Regions from separate parts of the Cyprinus carpio genome. Here region 1 is linked to region 2. The links are chromatin contacts, called in public Hi-C maps. All regions are on one chromosome and are shown on one strand. Each heading gives the region's core, a stretch centred on a gene start, on an enhancer-like site or on the middle of the called end of the contact. The rest is flanking DNA. Distances are from core to core; before and after follow the strand shown. Region 1 holds the start of LOC109084185 (interferon regulatory factor 2-binding protein 2-A). Region 2 has its middle 37 kb from the start of LOC122147349.

Evidence for each region. Hi-C and Micro-C count contacts between places; a contact is called where the count stands out from the background.
Region 1: a contact with region 2 is called in a Hi-C map of skeletal muscle, with 2.0 times the contacts expected there. The contact joins the promoter of LOC109084185 here to the enhancer-like site in region 2. A contact is called at or near these places in 2 of 8 Hi-C or Micro-C datasets (liver and skeletal muscle).

Annotation. Positions count from the first base shown.
Region 1 is chrA13:26,781,786-26,789,222 of ASM1834038v1, reverse strand. LOC109084185 (interferon regulatory factor 2-binding protein 2-A) reads left to right here and starts at 2,384. Exons shown (of 2, transcript XM_019098877.2): 1 at 2,384-3,355; 2 at 3,742-4,867. The coding sequence starts at 2,590. The coding sequence ends at 4,400.
Region 2 is chrA13:26,738,795-26,746,216 of ASM1834038v1, reverse strand. No RefSeq gene overlaps it. Among protein-coding and RNA genes, the nearest start is that of LOC122147349, 37 kb to the right of the region's middle. Within about 2 kb of position 2,511, at least 5 of the 8 cell types and tissues checked have an H3K27ac peak or open chromatin away from gene starts, as enhancers often do. A contact at or near this core is called in skeletal muscle, where this site is marked.

The sequences.
Region 1 (7,437 bases), core at 1,135-3,634, 43 kb before region 2:
GATGGTTCACATGCTGTTTTTCAGGAGCCTCTCGATGTGATGTTTTCTTTCCGATGTGTTATTTTAACTGTGTTCCACAATGAGGCAGTGCTTGAGAAGTGCTGAGTCATGAGCGAGTGTTTCTCAACTGGTTTTGCTTTAGGAAGTAGAGTTGTATTTTTAAAATCATGTGGTGACCGAATGCAGCGCCAAAATTGTAAATGATACAAACATTCAAACTCTGAAATATATTTATATTACCAAGCTGGATTATGAAGGAATCAAAACGTCTGATTGGAGATGAATCATTTGTAAGAGCCATGACTGGTCAAATTTTATAATAATTAATTAGTTAATTAATTTTAAATAGCATATTTTATATTTGGTGACCTGCTAACACGGTTCCAAAATTCTAAATAATACAAAAGTAAACCAAAAAAACATTAATATTACCAAACTCGATTATGATGTAATCAAAAGTGTGATTGGAGCCAAATCATTTGTAAGAGCCACACTCGTACAAATTATGAATGAATATGAGTTTATTAATTTTATATGATGGTGAGCATCAAAACTGTAAGTAAACAAACAAACAAAAATAATCAAACACTGAAATGTATTAATATAACCATGAATTATAACCCCAACATTAAGCCTATTATATTACAAGAATGAATAAGACTATTAAATGCATGCTCTTTATAATTTGAGTATGATTTTTGATTTCGGTTTCTAATGATTCACTGCACAAACACATTATGGTCGACACGAACCGTGTTTATCCCTGTTTAAACTGTAGTCCGGTTTTTTGTTTCCTAAATATGCATGCTTTTTATGCATTGTTATTATTATTTCCATTCACCATTGTTTTTCACTGTTGTTTGTGACTGAGCCGCCAGTTGATGGAGAAAACCATATCAAGCAATGACCTTATGCCTTGCATCTCTGAGACGTTGCCCTTGAGTGACACCAGCCTTACAGAATGTGTTCATGTGAAATCCGATCGGCCTTCCCAGAATGCAAACCTGAGGAATTAGTTGTCAGGCCAGAAAGAAGAGGCGGTATTTACAGTTTCTCGGGTACAAAACACACCCTAGCGCTGCAATTCCTTTAGGAGGGTTGATCATAAGCCCTGGCTGCGATCCAGCAGATTTAATGTTCGTTGAGAAGGGCGAGGCGAGCTGTGGGTACGTGACTAAACATCTTACTTCCTCTTTCCAGCGTCACGAGGGCTTGCACAAACACATCCTGCCTTGTGTCTGCAGATTTCAGACGCATTGCTTCACCCAAAGAGCCCTGAAGCTGCACTCAGTTGGAACGGAGCCAAGACAAAAGAGAAGGACCTACAAAGCTATTTGTTGGTTCTTCTCACTGCACTCTGGACATTTTGTACCTAGTGACGTTTATAAGCATCTAAACGAGAACAAAAATTAGATTTGATGTTGAGTCTGTGTGGCATAAATGAAAGTGAGAGTTTTATTTCATGAGTGTGACACACAAGACTCTTATTATTGTGAGTTGATGAGTTCTGACTGGTGTGTTAGTGATTCTGTACAGGAATGTAGGGGGATCTCCAAACAGACATATTTTATTGTTATTTTAATGCATGAGTCAACACAGGCTGATCTGAGATCATCTCAGTTTAGTCTACAGCAGCCAGCCTATGAATTTATACTTTGAATATTTAACAATGATAATACTAATTACAATAATTTGATTTTATTCATTTATTTTTATTGTATTTTGTATTGTGTACTACTATACTATATTGTTTTTCTAAAACATTCTAAAATATTATAATTTATTAAATTAAGAATAAACTTGAATTATAAAATAAATGTTCAATTTGAATAGAAAATTTAAATAAAAATTAAATTAAATAAATAACCACACCTTTTTCATGGTTTTCCAGTCGTTTGTGTTTTAATGGATACAAAAAATAATAATTATAGAGCAATTTCATGCTAATAACAAAAAAATAGCATATCCACTACAACAAGATTTCATTAATTTCCACTTTCCCATGCCTGTAAATCTCAACTCCCTCATATTTCCATGTTTTCCATGACCGTGGGAACGAAATTCGATTGAAAAAGCTCATTATTCCTTACGGTAAGACTTTGTCTGATTTGCATACAGCGTCCGTCGTGCGTCAGTCGAGTCTGAACAGAACTTTCGGCTCCGAATCGTTTCCAGCGCGTCGGTGATATCGAAAGCGCTCTTTCTCTTATTTCCTACTTCTCGCCGCCGCCGTCGCAGCTCTGGCCTCGATTCAAGTAGAGTTAAATAAAGGAGAAGACGACGGGAGGAGGAGGAGGGGCGCGCGCATGCGCCGGAGGGGGCGTTCTATCTGCTTCTGTCGAAGAATCAAGTAAATAGAAGCGGAGTGTCAGAGTGACGTCACTGCTCCACATTGAGCCCGGTCTGGCCGCGGTAGTAGTGAGTGAGAGAGACCGAGCGAGCGTCGTAGTAAAGCGCACACTACTATGAAGTTCTGTTTGTAACTCAATTATTTCTCGAGAGGAGCCTACCTCGTTTTCCCACAGCATCCGCGGACACTTCTGAGAGGATTGCGCTGTGTTTTCGGAGGGTTTTCCACCTAAAAGAGCGATGTCGTCCGCGGCGGTTGCTGCTTCGAGGAGGCAGTCGTGTTATTTATGCGATTTGCCCCGCATGCCGTGGGCTATGATCTGGGATTTTACCGAGCCCGTTTGCAGAGGATGTGTCAACTACGAGGGAGCAGACAGGATCGAGTTTGTCATTGAAACCGCGCGGCAGCTCAAGAGAGCCCATGGATTTCAGGACGGCAGACCGGCGGGGCCGGGGAAACAGTTATCGGGGAAAGAGATCCAGGCGATGAATCACGCGTCTGGAGACCCGGGCTCGCGCCCGCCGCAGCCTCTGGACCGCTACCCGCTGTCTTCGGAGCGTCCACCCAGACCCGAGTATCAGTCTGCGCGGCAGGCGAACGGACTCCCGGTCCCGAACGGATTCTCAAAACCGGACGACCCTCCGGAGCTCAACCGCCAGAGTCCAAACCCGCGCAGGACTAGCGGCGTGCCGCCCAATTTAGTGCCTCTGGTGAACGGCAGCATGGCTCACGCGATCAACGGCAGACCCGGTCTCAGCCACGGCGATCTCGGCGGAAACAAGCGGCCAGCCTCGGTCTCCAGCACGGAGCACGACAAGGACAAGCACAGACCGGACAGCATGACGCCGGAGATCAGCGACAGCCACAAGAACCGGGCGGACGACTGGATCAAGAACAAAACGTCCCGGGATATAATGGCGCTGAACGCGTACGACAGCAGATTCAAGAAGGAGCACATGCAGCAGAGAGTCATGTACGAAACGAACGCTCCTGCGTCCAAATCAGGTCGGTATGAAACGCTTTTTGGTGCAGTTTCAGTGTAGTTGCAAACGGATGGACTGATACAGACTTACAAAGAGTGAAAAACAGTCAAATGTGCAAATATATATATTCATTCTGCATTCCTAGACTGTATATTATAGATGAATGCATGCAGTGCACTACAAAACAATGCTACTGTAGTCTCATAAATGGTCTGGTTTGAATGAGAGCACTATGGCATGAGTCAGCTGCAAAGAAAATTTCCGCTGATCAAAGCTCAACGTGTATTTGCATGTGGTGCTTCTGCAGTCAGCCTCATTGTTACGTCTGGCTCTACAGTGCATCACTGCGTCTGCCACATAGAGATGCTTTGTGTGCTATAATTCATTCATGCTCATGCTTTTTTGCAGATCGAGGCAAACATCCCAAGAATATGAAGAGAAAAGCTTCGCCGGAGCCTGACGGAGAGGGCGGCACCGCCGCCAAGATTAACGGAGATGGACAGCAGTGGCTCCCGGCGGGAGACGGATTGAAAATGCCCCCGGGGCCACCACCCAGCTTCGCCTCCCCGCCCTCCACAATATCCCCTCACCCTCGCACCACCCCACCGGAGGCCGCCACGGCCGCCACTCAGAACGGAAGTTCGCCCATTGCGGCGCTCATTCTGGCCGCGGACAACGCCGGTGGTAACAGCTCGCCCAAGGACGCCAACCAAGTGCACTCGACGACACGCAGAAACAGCAGCAGCCCGCTGTCACCCAACCAGCGGCGGCTGGCGCAGGGCGCGGGGGCACCTCACGTGCCGGGCATGGATCCGGTGCATCCGCAGAGCATCCCAGACTCCTCGGTTCCCAGCAGCATCCCGCTGTGCTGCACGCTTTGCCACGAGAGGCTAGAGGACACACACTTTGTGCAGTGCCCTTCAGTGCCGTCTCACAAGTTCTGCTTCCCTTGCTCCCGGGAGAGCATCAAACAGCAGGGTGCGACCGGAGAAGTGTACTGTCCGAGCGGCGAGAAATGCCCCTGGTGGGCTCCAACGTACCGTGGGCTTTCATGCAAGGCGAAATAGCCACCATTCTGGCAGGAGACGTCAAAGTAAAAAAGGAGAGAGACACTTGATTGCGCTTTTTACCTTTTTTTTTAAATATTCAAAAATGTCGGTCTATATAAATATATAAATATGAATATCACATGCATACCATCCAGACAGAAACTAACGGACTTGTATATAATGGACATATGAGGGACATGCATACTTGGTAAACATTGCTGTACATTTTTTGATTTTTTGAATACATTGTGTTTCTATATTTTTTGAAGATAAAAGGTATGTACTCATTATAACGGACTACGTTCTACTTTGTCGATGTTTAACGATTTCTTGATGTACTTTTAGGTATGGTGGCAGTTCCTGTTAAACGTAGAATGTGACTAATGCAACTCTACGAGCACTTGGCAAACATTGGAAAACGCTTCTAGCTGTACTTGTATGCACTTGTTTAAAATTGCCAAATACATTTTCTGATCTTGTATTAACGTAGAGTCTCTGCTTGCTTCTTCTGAGGATCTGAGCGCTGGAGCGGTTGCTTTTGGCTGGGCACACGTCCAACGCACGGGATCTCGGATGTGTTTTTCAATTATTATGTTTAACAAGGTCACGCTTTACATTACAGCGCTCATGTTACAGTGCATTTAGTAAACACCAATGATCAGCGTGTAGCCTAGTTAATATATAATTATTATTTCCCGGGGTAGCTTGTTATTGCGGTTGTAGTTAAAGCAGTGACATGTAATATGATCACTGATGTGTAAATCATTACCTTAACCAGTTATCTGGGTCGTGTTTGGGTTGTTAGGTAAAAGGGCTTTGTGCATTGAGGAAATTGCCTCGTCAGACATGGGTGGAGTCGGGTGAAGCGACTTGCATGTGTTGACTAATGCTGAAAAAACCCTACCATCTGTTTCGTCATCTCGGCTACTCAAAGACATCTTGACTTTTTCACTTAAGTGTTTAAACCTGTTTTAGAAGTATCTTTAATATTAAAACTAAATATTTTACATCAAAATGCATCAGTTTTGTTGCTCTATCAATGCTAAGAGTTATATAACAGTGCAGTGTTTTGGAAAACACGAGTATGAATCTTTCCACACATGCACACAGGGCCTCAAGAGAGACGCAATGATTATGCTAGTTTGTAAAACAACACGTGGTCACATGGTCAACTCTGGAATTCCCGAGTCACCATCACTGGTGTACTCTTGTTTAGTATCCGGCTGTCAGTAGGAGTCTGTTTTAACCTGTGTGTTATCTGTTTTAGCTGTACATGGAGAGTGTTTTGTGTGAATTTTAGCATGTTAAAAATATCCACCCATGCATTTATTTCTAGAAGTTTTAAATGCATGCATTATATTTTGCTACACGATATCAATGCACAGTTACATAACACGAGCAGTACAACAATGCAATGAAGTGGTGTGGCGTACGTGAATATAAATCTCTCCCCACATGCACAGAGCCTAAAATGAAATGCGATGAATGCGGTAGATTGAAAAACAACACGTGGTCACATTCTCAACTCTGGAATTCACTAGTCACTAGGTGTTACTCTAGTTTGTTTTCTTAACTACAGTAATTCTAGGCATCATGTATGTTATCCATTTTGCATATAGGGTGTTTTTTGTTAAAATTTGCATGTTAAAAATATCCACTAATGCCATCATTGCCGTTTTAAAGGCATGCATGCATTACATTTTGCTGCACAATATCAATGCAAAGTTACGTCACACGCAGTACAATAATGCAATGAACTGGTTTGGTGTACATGAATATAAATCTCTCTCCACACACGCACAGAGCCTCAAATGAAATGCGATGATTACGATACATTTAAAACAACACATGTTCACGTGCTCAACTATGGAATTTGAGAAATTTACCCTGGTTTGTTTCCTTGACTGTAGTAATTCAGTGCGGCATGCATGTTATCAATTTAAGTTTGAATTATTGCAGTTTTAAATGCATGCATGCAAGAGCGCATCAGATTTTTCTGCACAATATCAATGCAAAAAGTTACATAACAGGAGCAATGCAATAATGCATTGAAGTGGTGTGGCGTACATTAATATATTTCTCCCCAAACATGCACAGAGCAAAAGAAATGCAATGCATTTGCAACATGCAATGCAACACATGGTCACATGCTCTGAAATAGCTGATTCACTGTCCCCTAGTTTAATCATGTATTGTATCTTGACTGTAGTGGTCGAAAGTGGCTCGTATGTTATCTGTTTAAGGTTTGCATATAGGGTGTTTTTGTTTGAATTAGCATGTTATGCCTTCATGCCTTTATTGCAGTTTTAAATGCATGCATGCATCAGATTCTGTTGCACAATATCAGTGCAAACAGTTAAATAACATGAGCCAATGCAATGAAGTGGATACAGTACATAGATATAAATCTCCCCAAACATACACAGAGCCTCAAAAGAAATGCAATGAATGCGGTAGCTTGTAAAACAACACGTGGCCACATGCCGAGTCACTCTGCTTAGTTTACGTTTGTTTAGTATCTCAACTGTAGTTATCCATCATGGCATGTGCTGTATGTTATCTGTTTTAAGTTTTGCACACAAGTTGCTTTTTGTCTGAATTAGCATGTTATGTCTTTATGCCTTTATAACTTTTAAATGCATGCATGCATTTGAATTAATACCTTAATAATGCAGTGCAATGGGTTTGAGCCTCGTTTGCGCTAAAGGTGAAAATGACTAGATACCTCATTCTTCCAGCATTTCAACAGTAACATCTCTCAACCCAAGTTAAATTTTAACCAAGGTTCATTCAGCGATGCATCAACGCATTAGTGGTTTCAGCAGGGGCTGTTACTGGAAATGCATGCTCAAATAGCAAACCGCTCATTATTTAGAGCAGGATTATTAGGAATGTGAAGATGAAGCCGTACAGTCTCCACCGCAGATGGATATTGTAATTGGAACGGCGAAGGGGAGATCATGCAACTCTGACTCGTCAAGGCATGACAATGCCAATTTAGGAAGATGAGAAATAGGGAGCACGGAGCATTGGGAAGTCTCAAAATATCTGTGCG
Region 2 (7,422 bases), core at 1,262-3,761:
TAGAATGATTTCTGAAGATCATGTGACACTGAAGACTGATGTAATGATGTTGAGAATTCACAGGAATAAATTACAATTTAATCTATGTTACAATATAAAACAGTTAATTTACATTAGAAAAAATATTTCACAATTTTTACTCGTTTTTTTTTTTTTTTTTTTTTTTTTTTAATCGAGTAAATGCTTGGTGAGCACTTCTTTAAAAAAAAAATGTAAAAATCATACCAACCCCAAAATATGACAAAACAAGATTGAAAGAAAAGAACTCATGGAATGTGACTGAAGTTTCTAAATATGTCTACATGTCTGAGAATTTTCTAAATAATGTTTAACTGTCATCACAGAGGCGTCGCAGCCATTTCTCTAACACAGAACAACATATTTACAGTTCATTCCTGTCTCTTTTTGGGATACAGTAGTTTTTCATTTTACTTGGCTATGATGCAAAGACAAAAATGTTGCAGACTGTGCAAAATAACTTTAAGAGCAAGCGTGTTACTGCGGTATGCATGCATGTGTTTACCGTGTTCACACACAATGAGAGCGAGGGAGACGGCGGACGGAGAATGTAGGTCACATTCCTGAGCTGAAAGCTTTCCGAGCCGCACAATCACAGCAGGATTTCCAGCATTTCACTGAAAGCTGTCAAACAAGCGCATTTCCCCCCAAACAGAGACCCCCGTCTGCAGGTCGCGGGATCAAAGCCACCGCTGACCACGTGGCTCAATCGGCCTTTGTGTGGCTTACAGCTGAGATTGTGCTTTTTTAAATTTTGGTTGTGTGAATTTTGTAGCCGCACACAATGCATTCAACACACACAAAATCAAATCCAGATTGGCTGGCAAGCGTCCACTGATTGGCTGGCTCTCACTCTGAGCTCTCTCTCTCTCTCTCTCTCTCACACACACACACACCTAAATGAGGACATTCCATAGACTTCTATTGTTTTCACTTACAGATAGTTATAAATACTGTAACCTAACCCTAACAGAAAATGTTCTGTATTCTTACCATTTTAAAAAGCTTTATTTACATGCTGGATTTACAAATGAGGATGTCCCCAAAATGAGGTTTAGGGAGGTTTTGTCAGCTTTAGCTCACTTTCAGCTACAAATCTGTCCCCGTAGTAGGTACAAACACAAGACAAACACTCATTAGACCTCCCATATGATGCATTAATTCTCTAATGTTTCCTTCATCTGAACCGCTTTATTCAGAACTAATTGCATTTCTATAAATATTAAAATGAATTGTTTTCATGATATTCTCTTTTTAAAAACTTCTCTATTCTTCCACAGATTTTATTCGGAGAATGCCATTTATTCTATATATATAATATAATTAGTATTATATATACTGTAAAAGTATTATACTCTTATTGTATGCTTTTATTTTTATATTTTCAGTTTTTAATTTTTTGTATTTCTAATGTGCTTTTATTTTAAATATATATTATATATAATATATACTATATATATATATATATATATATAATATTAGTATTTCTAAATTACTTTGATTTTTAATTCAGTTTAAGATTTAGTTTTGTTTCAGTAATTTTAGTACTTCAGCTCAAACTTATTTCAGTTTGCTGCCAAGGCAACATTTCTAATTCTTTAGTTTAGTTTTAGTTTAGTTTATCATCTAATATTTATATCTCATTTCAGCTATGCACTGTAAAATTTTTTATTATTTATTTTTCTATTAGTTTTATTTTTAATTCATAACTAAACAATTATCTAAATTAAAACTGAAGTACATAAAAGATTAATAAAGACTATTTGAAAATATAACGACAAAGCAAAACATAAAAAAGTTTGGGGTCAGTAAGATTTTTAATAAATAAATGAGCACTTTTATTCAGCATGGAAGTAGTAATTAATTTAATGCATGCTTTCTGAATAAAAGCTTTCATTTCTTAAAATTTCTTAACGTCATTTTTTAAAAAAGTATTAAAAATCTTAATGACCCCAAACTTTTTAACGGCAGTGTAAACTGCAAAGTTTTTTTCTTAACGTCATTTTTTAAAAAAGTATTAAATATATTAGTGTTAAAAATCTTTTTGACGTCATAATTTTTTATTGAAATTTTACTACACACAATACACACAAACATGTTAAAACCATTAAGAAAATGAATAAAGGAAAAGTCAAATCCGGTTTCCTCCAGCTTAACGCTTCAGTCATTCATACTCTCTCACACATACATCTGTCAGCCTGTTTTCCGAGTGAGTCACAAAGAATGATTGCTCTCTCTCTCACACACAGACACACACACACACACACACACACACACACACACACACACACAGCCCGCAGCTCAGCTGCCCGCAGCTCTAATTCCGCAGCAGATGATGATCGTCTGTATCAGGCCTGCGAATCACACCCCTGTTTTGACTCCCAGTTTTTTCTTTCTCTTTCCTTGGAATTGGACGCGGCTCCAGAGGGAGGAGAGGACGGAGATAAGCAGTGACAGGATTGTGCAGGGAAGGGCTGGTGCTCGTGCTTTATTACACGGCCCCGGGGCGCGCATTTCTGCGGCCGACATGTCTGGACGCGACCCCCGCGCCAGAGTATTGAAGCACGGCTCTGATTGAACACAAAAGATGGGAAGAGAGAGAGATCTGAGACAATGATGTCACTCATTCCCGATAGCGATGAGAATCATGTGGAATTTCGGTTTAGATTCCTTAACAGTTTTGGTTCCTTAACAAAGCTCTTAGTACTTGACTGGTATAATTAAAGTGACAGTTCATCCTAAAATTAAAATTCTGTCATCATTTACTCACCAATCTTCTGTCGAGTTCGAGCTGTGAATGTCATGAGCTGTAGTTCAGTGAATCAGTCAAGAACCGATCCACCCGAGTGAATCATTAGACTGATTCAAACTGATTATTTTGAATCATTTGATCATGAATCGGACTGTCGGACAGTGTTGTTATCGTTAATTAAAATGAAAACGTTTTATTTTAATTGTTATAACTATAACAAAGTTTAATTGTTTAATACACTGGTAGAAACGAACTCAGAAATTGCTAATACATTTCAAAATTAAAATAGATATTGAAATATAAAGACTGAAATAGTATTTTCTTGTAAAACATACTCCAGTAAACTTGTTTTAATTACAACTTAAAAAAAATATATATATATTTTTTATAGTGTATAGCTGAAATAAAATCTAAATATTAGATGAAAATCTTAAACTAATTTGTATTTTAGTTTTAATTTTTATTTAAATTAAGTTTATATTTATTTTTTTTTTAAATTTTATTTTTATTGTGTTGTTGTTATTTTTTTTTTTTTAGTATACTCTTATATCCCGAAAAATATTTTTTCAAAATAGTTCAAATATTTTTTTAAAGTCTATTTTAGTCTTTATTAATTTGTATTTAAGTTATTATGTTAATTAATTTAACGCGTCCTTGCTGAATAAAATATTTTTTAGTATTTTTTTTTTTGTATTTTTTTTTCTAAAAATGCACTGACCCCATAATTAATTTGTATTTAAGTTATTTAGTTTTTTTATTAGGTTTTTTGTTGTTGTCGTTGTTGTTGTTAATTTAGTCTTTATTCATTTTTGTTCAACTTTAAGTGAAGATTAGAAATGTGTCCTTGGCAAATAAAAATATTTTATTTTATCTCAGTTAACATTTATTTTATTTCAGTTATTAAATATATATTTATTTTTACTTTTAGTTAACAACTTTAAGTGAAGTTTTGTTTTGTATAATTGCGGTTACTTCTAAGCGGTTGTTTTAAGCGGTTTGTTTACAGCAATTACAGCATCTTCAGTAATTGCTTTACAGAAGGACTGAAATTAGCTGTCTTGTTTCATGATAATCGTATTAATAGACAATGACAATGACGTGGACGTGAAGAAAAGAGGATGGTTTAGTCAGTGGGGTGTGTGTGCCCTTAACCTACTTAAAATAGTGTGTCAACTAATACGTCTCTGTGGCGTTTCCTGTCTGAACAATGACACTGGAGAGTAGGAGAATAGCTAGCGAGACGAACTTCCCCCTCCTCGCGGGCCACAGCACTTCATTTAGGAAACCGTGTCAATGTGAACCTCTGTCACTCTGCAGGCTCAGAATAGCCACTGTTCCCTTGGTAGCCGTTTTTCCTTCTCTTTTTTTCAGTGCCGGGACTGCTTTCATGAGAGGATGGTGTGCTGTTGCTATGGCTCTGCTGATTGCTGGTTTAAGTTGGTAAATGTGTTATGCACACTTGATCGATGATGCATTTCACGGGCAAGCACACATGCATGTGCGGATAGAGTAAAACTGGCGAATGCAGGGCAAGACATTAATATATTCCACTGATAAATCCAACTGCTTTATATGTCTGGTGCCACTGATGATATGATATCCTACATACTGAAGTTGATGTAATGGGTTAAAACAAAATAAATATGCATCCAGTCTTTAAAAAGATACTCAGAGTTTAATTTGAGACGCTTAGGAGCAAGTAAACTAGGTGCCCACGAGAGTTGTGTCTCTGACATAAACAGTGTTTAATAACCTGTTTCAGATAAAACCACTCCTAAATGGCACATAAAAAGAAAACGTGATCGCTTACTCAGGGAGATCTCGCATGTGTGACGTGGTTGAGTTAATTCCCTTAAAAAAAAGAAACATTTCAAGAGATCCATAGGGTTCATGACAGTGTATTAAACCACACATACAAGCCATAAAGTGACATTTTACAGATACAAAAGCAAACTATATATTAGCAAAATATATTTCACAATAGATTGATATTTTTCATGTAAGTGTGTTAACTGTATATTAGCAAAATATATTTCATGGCCACAAATGTATTGCTAATATAGATTTAACCTATATATACAGTATATATACTGTGTATGGCGTTTTAAGATCGGAAATGCTGCAATATAGATGTAGATTCACTAATATATTTTTTAGGTTTACTTATTGTTCACAAAATATATTAAACGTATGTTCATAATTATATTTTGGCCAGACAAAAAATTATGGTTGAGCCTACATGACTATGTTTATGAATCATATATATGCACATGCAGCGCTGTCAAAAACCGAGGCGTCCTGGCGTCCAGATCTTGTTAAATCATGACCAGTAATATTTTCCAACGCATTCGCCATCTGAATCATGGCTGGAATTAAACCCAAGAGCTCAGGATGTACATCACTGTTTCATAACATCACAGTTTACTCTCTCTATCAGGAATACGAGCAGCACTGAGTCAGTAAAGCAGTCAGGTCTGTGCAGCTACAAGGAAGGGTTGGAAATCTCACAGGCTTTTAAGACAGACAGGATGAAGAGAGCAGGAAGGCGCCTGCGTTTGAAGCGCGGCCACACCTTTATTAAATAATTGAGTCGACAGATTAAAGTTGCAGCAGCGCTTCAGTCCTCTGCCTGGGCAGCTGGGGAACAAGTGGAGGTGGGACCCATCTGCGGACGGATGGATGGATGAATAAAGTGTGGCTCATTTCCTGCCTTGAGAAAACCTATATCTGATGCTCATACTTCCAAGAGGAAGTTCGTACAGGGCGCCCTTGTGCTTCTGAGTCAGGGAGTTGTTTGGGGTGACGCCATGTTGCTCTGGCTTTCAGGAATCCTTGCGATGCTGCCAAGAGCTCTCAGACAAAGCAAACCCGCCGAGATCTGCCTCTCCCCCCAACTCGCACACATGGAAGCCATTTGAGAGGCCTGGCTTGGAAACAGAGTCAAATACTCTGGAAATGACAGACTGTTTTTGTGTCATGTGGGCTGTTTTTTTTTTTTTTACAGACTTTCCATGTTCACTTACTGTAAAAGGATTAGTCATACAAAAGGCCTTCTGTCTCGGTACTACGGATGCTGCATTGGGATTCTTATATAAGTGCAATCCTCTACATCCTCCATTGGTTAAAATGGGAAATATTAGTGCAAAAATTTAAATATTTATTCCTTTTCCTTTCACTTTCATCATACTAAAAAGATATTATTCAGCATTTCTCCACACTGTAAAAATGATGTTTTTTTTAAAAAAAGTTATAAACAAAAATTGAGTGTTTTATGTGAAAATACAATTTCAGTCTTTCTGCTTCAAAGTTTTTTTTTTATTTTTTAATTCAATGTTGTAATTGAAATTTATTAGCAACTGAAAGTTGCCAGTTTTTTTATTTTTTCAGTGCATTTGTGTTTTACATTGAAAATCATACAGGTTTGGATCAAGATGATGGTGAGTAAATGATGATGACTGAATTTTCATTTTTGGATGAGTTATTTTTTTAAATCTATACTTTAAATATGCACATGTTCATTTATGATACCTTTTATAGTTTCAGCCTCAGACAACACTCCTTTCACACAATATAAAAAAACCGCTGTTTGTCTCCATATGAGGTGAACTTAAACCTTCTTCGCTACCAGAGGCATCTCAGTATGACTATTGCAAGAGTCAAATCAGCTTGAGATTAAAATGGCCTCATCACTATCGAACAAAACATTTTTATTGAATGACATCTTTCAATCAAACAATAGGCATCTTATCTATTACTGAAACCTGGCTTAGGGCAGATGATCTAAGCAGATGATCTGTACTTTCCCCTGTATACTGTAACCTTGCACTAACCCTAACCCTAGCTGGTCCAGAACTTCTAGTTGTGCCGGGGGTGTTGCTGTCAAATTGTTGGCAAATCGTTTTAATTCCTCCTGTTCAGCAATCTTAAATGTAGTTGCCCCTTTCAGACCCTAGCTTAGAGTTACGTGAAAAGTTTTGTAACTTCTTCATTAACAAGATTGCTTCGATCAGGGTGCAGAAATCTTGTAATTTATCCCAGAATTTTTAATATGCAAATATTAGCTCATCTGCATTTTCAAGCTCTGAAGCTATTTCTATTTCGAAATTGCCATTTTTGCACAAAGTTTTGGAAAAGGTTGTATTAAACCAGATTTCCCCCTACCTGAATTCTGATAACATCCTGGATCCTTTTCAGTCTGGCTTTAGAGCAAAACACAGTTCAAATTCTGCTCTTTTAATGGTAGTAAATGATCTTTTGTCATCTGCAGACTCTGGTAACTGTACTATTCTTCTATTATCGGATCTGACCGCTGCTTTCGATAGAGTAGATCACTGCTTCCTGTTAAAAAGATTAAATCTTGAGGTTGGCATTTGTGATTCTGCATTAGATTGGTTTGCATCATATCTCACAAACAGGACTTTTTCTGTGGAAATTGGTGAATTTTCATCAAGCTTAGTTCCCATCACTTATGGGGTACCCCAGGGCTCCATTCTGGGTCCAATTTTATTCTCTCTCTATTTTCTCCCTCTTCGTTTTATATTTGAGTCTCATAAAGTTTAATTTCATATTAATGCAGATGCTACTCAGCTTTACTTCCCCTAAAATCAGATTCTGATTCAGTGTCTTCTTTGCTGAAAAAGACTGTAGTTATT